Linked DNA regions of Mus musculus: region 1 is linked to region 2. Evidence: chromatin contacts called from public HiChIP or PLAC-seq data. All regions are on one chromosome and are shown on one strand. The core of a region is the stretch at or near the end of the contact, and the rest is flanking DNA. Distances in the headings are between cores, read along the strand shown.

The links. HiChIP or PLAC-seq counts read pairs in DNA pulled down with a chosen protein or histone mark.
Region 1: an H3K4me3 HiChIP or PLAC-seq map of embryonic forebrain shows a contact between it and region 2, with 6 times the contacts expected there. The contact joins two enhancer-like sites. A contact is called at or near these places in 1 of 15 datasets of contacts at CTCF or cohesin (the NIH/3T3 cell line), 3 of 484 Hi-C or Micro-C datasets (the N1E-115 cell line, bone marrow-derived macrophages and embryonic fibroblasts), 7 of 115 datasets of contacts at active chromatin or transcription factors (cardiomyocytes, embryonic basal ganglia, embryonic forebrain and 4 more) and 3 of 9 other capture datasets (adipose tissue, embryonic stem cells and liver).

The regions. Positions count from the first base shown.
Region 1 is chr17:15,340,582-15,344,836 of GRCm38.p6, reverse strand. No RefSeq gene overlaps it. Among named protein-coding and RNA genes, the nearest start is that of Gm10510, 12 kb to the left of the region's middle. Within about 2 kb of position 1,631, at least 49 of the 459 cell types and tissues checked have an H3K27ac peak or open chromatin away from gene starts, as enhancers often do. A contact at or near this core is called in the N1E-115 cell line and embryonic forebrain, where this site is marked.
Region 2 is chr17:15,064,831-15,068,781 of GRCm38.p6, reverse strand. It overlaps a transcript of Ermard not described here. Among named protein-coding and RNA genes, the nearest start is that of Gm35343, 11 kb to the right of the region's middle. Within about 2 kb of position 2,556, at least 88 of the 459 cell types and tissues checked have an H3K27ac peak or open chromatin away from gene starts, as enhancers often do. A contact at or near this core is called in the N1E-115 cell line and embryonic forebrain, where this site is marked.

The DNA.
Region 1 (4,255 bases), core at 382-2,881, 280 kb before region 2:
GATACTGTTGAAGTAGGTATCAGTATACGTCCTGGGTGTAGAGGGTTGGGCATGCTAACTGTCTTAGATATGGTTTTACTGCTGTGAAGAGACACCATGGCCAAGGCAACTCATATAAAGGACAACATTTATTTGTGCCTGGCTTACAGTCCATTATCATCATGGCAGGAAGCATGGAAGCATGCAGGCAGACATGGTGCTGGAGGAGCCAAGAGTTCTGTATCTTGATTCGAAGACAGCCAGGAGGAGACTGAGTCCACACTAGGAGGAGCTTGAGCATAATAGGCCTTGAAGCTCACCCACACAGAAACAAGGGCACACTTCCTACAATAAGGCCACACTTCCTAATAGTGCCATTCTCTATGGCCAAGTATCTAAACACATGAATCAATGGGGACCAAACCTTTCCAAACCACCACATTAACTGTAAACCTAAATCTAACCCTAATTCTGCAGAGAAGTAAAGGCCTGAAGCATCAGCAGACTCCTAATCTGTATCTGCCCCACAGACCTGTAAGAATCTTTTGCTCACAAGGCAGCAGAAACAGGGACACCCAGTTAAATGACCCAGGCTACTATGAGGTGCGAGCCGGCATTTGTTTTGAATGTGTGGGTAGTTTTAGAGCCTTGAAGCATGGCATGCATGTGTAAAACACAGAATATCTGGGCAACGACAGCTTCTTCTTTATGTTCTCTGAGGCTTTTAGGGGTTCAAAACCTCCCCACCCCACAGGGAGGGTGGCACCCAGGTGTGAGGCTTCCCTGAACTCAGAGGCCAGAACAGGAGAACCCAATGCCCTTAATCCTTCCTTCTCAGTTCACTATGTGACTAAAGATAGCATTAGAATTAGAAATAGCTTTGGGAGGAAGGACAGACGCCAGCCCTGAAAGTCCCCAGAAGCAGTGGATGTGCCTGGAGTAGACAGGAAGGTGACAGCTTGGGATGCTGAGTGCATCATCAGTCAAGCTGCATCCTGTCAACAGAAGGTGTTTGAAAAATAGATACATGAATAATGGTATTCATACGCACTTTTTACAATGTTCAATACCCGCAACAAAATCCGGAGAAGACCAATGCATCCTGTGTGTAACATTTTAAGAGAAAATCCAAGAAGGGACAGCAGGCCTGCCAAAGCCATTTCTGTCTGGACATGTTTGTGCCAGCACCCTGTGGACTGTCCCAAGCCCTCAAGCTTCCTGGGATAGAAACCTGCTCAATCAGAACCGCCTGCTTGTGAGCCTAATTGAATGTCCCCGTGCATAGGGAAGGGCTAATGGCATGGATCAATCACATAATATCTTGGATTACAGACAGACAAACAGCAAAGCTCAGCAGCATGGCGGCGAGGACAGCACCGTGGGAACAGGCAGGGCAGACAATGGCGGGGATTGACAATGTGCAGGGGAAGGCCACCTTTGGGAGAAACCGTATCTCACAGCATGGTGGGGAAAGTGAGAAATAGTGGCAGATGCTGCCAGACCATGAGCAACAGATGCCTTCTGCTGGGGCCAGCCAGCCAACCAGCGAGCTGGTGCTGAGCCGGGAGCATTTCCTCCCCACCCCCACCCTTTGTCAGAGGAGGCAGCAGATACAGGCATTGCAGAGGAATTAAGCCAGCAGATGGTGGCAGCAGGGTTTGATGAGGTCAGGGTTAGGTGTAGGCATTAATCACTGCTCCTCAGGGAGCTGGGTGTCCTGTGCTGCGTTAAGCTGACCACCTCCTCTGCCTTTTACTGTGACCCCTTCCAGCGGATGCCTGCACTCTCTTTCAACGACTGACCCTTAAATCAGCTTTTGGAGGCCTCATCCGATTTAGCAGAATCTAAAAAGAACATATGTTGAATATTTTGTTAGTTCAGTTTGCGTTTAAATAATTGATGCTGCTCAATGCCAAATGTGAAGTTTTAAAAGCCTTGCTTGCTGGTTTTGATATGTTATCTATCATCTTATTGTACGGAGTCGGCTGTTTTCGACACAGGCTGGGCGCTCAGAAGCCCTGGCAATTTTTATCTCCAGGGTTTTACGGCGGGCATCAGCTCAATGTCCCTGTTTATGTCACCGTGTGCACCTGGAGGAAGTTCTTCTAAAATGCGGATTCCTACCCGAAAGGCTATTGAACAAATGGCAGGCTCTAATTCTTGATGGCCTTCTGGGGATAGAGATTCTCTGCTAGGGACTTTCTTATGGGGACGCTTTATTTCAGTAGCAGCAGGTGCAGAGTTTGTAGGGAGGACCACAAACATGGTAGGATGCCATAGGTCTTCATGTGTGCATATGTCTGGGTGCGGCTGAACTAGTGTCTAGTGTGTATGTATGTGAGCAGTTGAGGTCTTCCTGGATGTGTGTTGGGTGAGAACACATGGACACGTCCAGTGATGGATGTTATTAAAAAAAAAATAAAGCTGTTTTTTAGTTAAATATTTTTTACATTTATTTATTTGGGGTAAGGAGGAGAGAGAAGCACTTGTGCCACGCTTCACACTTAGAGGCCAGGGAACAATTTGTGTGACTCAGTTCTCTCCTTTTATATGTGGTTCCGGGGTCTGAATTCAGGTTTTTAACAAGGCAGTAAGCGCCTTTGTTTGTTGAGCCATCCCACTGGCCCTAAACTGTTTTAAATGGTTTCCAACATGAGCTCAGAGATTCTCTGAAGTTTGTTTTGCTTCTAGGACTTGAACTATAAAGTGTGAAACAGGAACAATGTATCTTTCCTGTTTCAAGGCTCCTTCTGAGAAGTGCGGTAGTTGACAGAAAACACTGCTGGCTCCGCGGTAGGCACCTCTGCAGGCACCTCTGGGTTGAGAGGCGGCTTCTGCATGGCTGGCTGTGCTCTGAGCATGAAGCCGTAGGCTTATTGCAGAAGGGTACATGCGAAAGGATCTAGGTTCCAGAGGGCAAGTGTGAAGGGCCTTCAAGTTTTGGTTTCTTCTTAAGGTGAGAAGAAAGCTGTCCCTAGTTTTATACTTAACTACGAAACTTATTGATTATTCTAACTCGGAAACAATAGCTGCTCAGGACAATTTAGAAGCAGAGACAAGTATAAAAGTGAAGGTTTCCATCTGTGGGTATGTTCCTGTGCTGGCCTGTACACATGGCTATTCTTTTTAGAGAGTTTGAATTATGCATTGTGTGTCACTTTATATCTTGCTGTTATTTACATAGCCGTGGGCACCTTTCTCTGTTTTGTAAACATTGGCTTGTAATAGTCTATTGATTTAATAGATTTTGTTTCATAACTTTTATCCTCTTTAATATTAACTAAATATTTGAAATGCTAAAATGCTCTCACAGATAATGCTAGGGTGAACTTGTTTTGAAGAAAATATTCTGACATCACATTTATTTCCTTAAGCTAATTTTTTAGAGGTAGAACAATAGATGACATGTAGAGAAGGGAATATAGTTTCTACTTCTGTTCAGAGAAGGGCCGCACACCCGGGGCAGACAAACTGGAAAGAAGTCACATGGGCTGAAGGAGGACAACCAGCAAGCATATTGCCAATTAAGGACCCTTAAAGTCTGTTACGCATATTTATATCATGTAAGTACTTGAAAAATCAGGTCTTCCCATTTTGTTTGTTTTTGTTTTGAGACAGGATCTCACAGAGCTCTGTCTCTACCTCTTATGTGATGGGATTAAATGTGTGTGACATCATGGCCAGCTTATTCTGTTTTTTAAGGAATTTTAAAACCGACAAATAGAAAATTCCTGCCCCGAAAATTTCCATATGTATAGAAATACATTCCAACCAGGGGTAGACTATTTTGCAATGAAACTAGCATTTAATTTATTAAGTGGTGCTCCCAGTCATTGGATACTCTTTAAATATGGTTTTTATAATGTCCACTAAATGTTCAATTGCATCAATATTCTAAAATATACTTAACGAGCTGTCTTAGTTAGGGTTTTAGTGCTGTGAACAGACACCATGACCAAGGCGACTCTTATAAGGACAAGATTTAATTGGGGCTGGCTTACAGGTTCAGAGGGTCAGTCCTTTATGATCATAGCAGGAGTGTGGCAGCATCCAGGCAGGCATGGTGCAGGAGGAGCTGAGAGTTCTACATCTTCATCTGCAGGCTGCTAGTGGAAGACTGACTTCTAGGTAGCTAGGGTGAGGGTCTTAAGCCCACATCACAGTGACACACCTACTCCAACAAGGCCACACCTTCTAATAGTGCCACTCTCCCGGCCAAGCATATACAAATCCTGACACTAGCTGTGTTAGTTTCCAATGTTATGACAAAATACTT
Region 2 (3,951 bases), core at 1,307-3,806:
GGGTCCCTCCTGTGGCCTCTGTGACTTAGTTTATCATCCTACAGCTTTACTCAGAGGCCAGATTTCACACACACCCCTTTAGGCTTGAAGCACCCTGGCTTTGGAAGCCTAGCAGCCTTTCAGGGCCCCATTTAGTAGCCCTGCACCTTGCCTGATCCCTATCAGCTCTTGCCTTGTCCCTTGGCCACCCATCCCGGCTGGGCCCTCATGGTCTCACTGTGGTCTCCTGAATGGAGTTAAGTCCTGGGAATTGCTGGAACCAAGCACCGTCCCCCACCCTTCTTACACTGGCATCTTGAGCACAGACATCAACCTCTCAAATGGACTTTCAGAGTCTGGCTGAACTTTGACCTTGTGTGAGCTAGATTGTGACTCATCTGAGGTCAGTTTGCTCAGCCAGCAGCTGACTGTGGTAACTTGAGTCAAGTGGATATGGAAATGGTTCCTTCCTCTACATCCTTAAGGGACCAGAGCATATTATCCCGTAGGTTCCAAAACGGAGAAGGGGAAGCAGTGGAAAAAGAGATAAAAGCACAGACGCCGTAACTGCAGACTCAGCAAGTCTGGCCTGCACAGTTCTGGCATTGGAGCACGGCCCTGGGCCTGTGGGTAGCCATGAACGCTGTTCTTCCTGGCAGCTCTTAAAGGGGTCCTTTGCCAAAAATAAAAAACTCATGAAGTTGGGTGTGATGGCACAGGACTGGGGTAGACTGGCTGATTCAGGGTGACACATAGAATATCACAAGCATGATAAGAACAGATTCCTGAATGGTTTTGAAATCTCAGGTCCTGGGTCTTAGAGATACTTCACTTGGAAAAACACAAGGATATTCAGGCACAGGACTTGAAAGCACTGGGGACTTCAGGCACGGGACTTAGCACAGCAGAGCTTAAAGGGGGTGGAGGGATGTGAGGTGTTGCACCGGATATTTAGCACCATCTGGACATGACCAGAACTTAAGGGAAGCAATATTCCCACCATTTGTCAGCCTGTGAGTATCACACCTCGTGGAGGACCCCTAAGGTGTGGCTTCACACCTCCTGTTCCCACCACTGACTAACACAGCTCACGGCAGCTGAAGATCAATATATAAACACAATGCAATGTTTCCATTGATTTAGCAGACCCCTCAGCCACTAACTTAGGTCCAAACCTCATCCAGGACATGGACAAGATGGGTCCAACTAAAGAAGAAAACAAAACTATTAGCTTTTCTACCATTTAAGGTAATACAGGAAAAATAAGCAAGCAAGCAAATAACAAAAACAGAGCCAAAAGTGTGAACTGCCCAGGTCCAGATGGATAGTCAGGATTTTGACTCCAACAAGACTGGCAACTAACATAGAGGCTCCTGAGGATGGGTTAGCATGGGACCATGGAAAATAATGTCTTAAGTGGGAAGTGAGGAGCCACAGCTTGTGGGAAAAGGCTTATATCTAAATAAATTCAATACTATGAGAATTTTACATGCTGAGACATGAGGGAGGTCCTAAGCTTGTTAATTAAGAGTGAAACAGAGAGATTGGAGGCCCCTGTGCCCACTATCCCTGCATCACCTGCAGCCCCTACCCTCTGCTCTGACTGGGATTTCCTGGACCTCATAACCTAAGGACTGGCCTTAGCATCACAGCCCTCCACTCCCAGTCTGTGGACTGTAGTGCTTTCTTGCTGATCTTGCATTTTGCTGGGCTATTTCTGTCTCCCTGCCAAGCTGCTGGAAAGGTTTTGAGATTACAGATTGCATTTCTGGGACTCAGAGGAACTGTCAGTGAGAGTGACCACTAAGCAGCTGAGGACCAGCCATCCCTGCCTCCTTCACAGGGGAGTGAGTTCCAGGTTTTCTCAACTAAGTTTTCTACCGTCCTCCTAAATGGAATTAATAACATTGTCTTGGGGGGTATTCAAAGTCCTGAGCAAAAGGCTTTGAAACTATGTAAGCTTTCTGTAAAGGTAGCATTTAATATTTATAATGGCAAGTCTATGCTTATAAGGATCCCCAAACTCTAATCATTGGCTGGCACAGGACTTCACTTTATGGGTAGCTTTTTTGAACTGAGCATATTTCATTTTCAATTAATTAATTATGTGTCAAGGGGACATCCTGTATCCATCCATTTGGAGAACTTCTGATGCAATCAAAGACTTATCTTAATTGGCCCCAGTCAATTCACATGGACACTCTACAATTCAGACACAGCCCATAGGAAAACTGGTTCCAGGCCCTCTAAAGCCCAAACTCTGGCGGTACCACAGTGATTTAGTTTCATTAAAATGTTTTAGTAGGGCTATAAAACAAACCACAGACACTCCCTTTTATCCGATGTAAGGAATTTTCTTTGTTAGTCCCTAAAAGCCAATCCCACACGGGCGGGCGCCATGCTTTGGCAGCAGTGTTGGCAGACTGGCTGTGGTGTCAAGGTGTGAATTCAGCCTGCAGCTGGGGAGAGTGGGTGGTTAGAAGCCAGTCTCCACTGCAAGCCTGCGCCCCTCCTTCTCTGCAAAGCTCAGTCCAGTCCCTTTAGACAAAGGGTTCCCCTCCCCCATCAGCAGTATGGTGATTGGTGGTTGGTTAATGGTGACCTTGGTCCCTCCCTCATTCTCCTGTCACCACCACTGGCCACGATGATGTCTTCCCCCAAGAGATTAATTCACACAATACAACCCCAATCTTCCCTCATGAAGATGGACAAGATTTTTAGACTGTGATTGTTCATGCCTTTCATCAATACAGAATTAAATGAACGGAAGGCCGAGCCTTCAGGTGAACGCAATGCTCCACAGCCCCAGTGGCCAGGCGCCAGTGGTCACTTCCCACTCTTGTCACCTTGGACCTACCTCTCTGTGGCCAGATGAAAAAGGAAAGAATTCCTTTTCCTGGAGTCACAGGAGTTGGCAGGAGACGTCTTCCCACACAGCTGGCAGATTACTTAATGAAGAGCGCCACCCTGTGTCTGACTAGAGAAAACACAATCAGGAAAGGACCTAGGAAGTTCTCTAAGGGAATCCAGCATCAATGTGTTCCAGGGTGACTTCCCCTTATCACGGGGTTCACCCCTCAAGGAGCTAAGCTAGACAGAGGCCCCGTTAGCAGCACAGCCCACAGTGAGACTGCAAGCTTCCACTGACGATCCTGTTGGGATACATAGCTTTGGCAAACTCCAGGTCGGTTGACAAGAGTGCTACCTGTGCCAGGTTCGGATCCATAGGTTAAAGAAACGAAAGCTACTCTCAGCTGGGGCTTCAGGTGAGGACTTGAGGGAGACCACTGTTTTCCCAATGGTTAATTCATGTAAGGCTGTGAACGGCTGGAATGTTAGTCACATACAGTGAAGACACGCACATAGCAACACACGCATCACACAGCCCAGTGTGACAGAGAGAATCCAAATCATCTATGAGGAAGAAAAGAAGAAGAGCCAGCATTGGTTGATACAGTAGGCACAGAGCAGAGCATCTGCTGCATCACTTTTTTTTTTCCTTCCTGTCAGTCAGATGAGGTATGCAGTGGCGATGTCAGCCTCAACACTGCACAGATGAAGACAAGCCCTCAAGGTTATAGAGCTCGCCCACAAGCCTGGTAAAATATGGAACCAGTATCTTCCTCTGCGCGTGCTCACTTCTCCAGCATTGGGTCTGCAATGCCAACCTTCCGGCTGACCTCTGCACTTCTGTTTCCTTTTCTAGGGTGACTCCTGAAATGATATTTTCTAGAGGCCACTGGCAGAGATCCACTCACAGGAGTTGAGGAATCTCTTGATCCAGGATTGAACCAGGCCTCAGACAGGGCAAAGCCTGCTCGACTCAGCACGCCTTTGTGGGATGTCACCTTCCTGAGATTTCCCATCAGTCTCCACAGCATGGCCCCCAGCTCTGGTTCTTTCTGCTCTCAGAACCCCAACCTAGAATTACAGCTCATCTCTTCCACTTTCTGCTGGACAACCTAGAGAGTT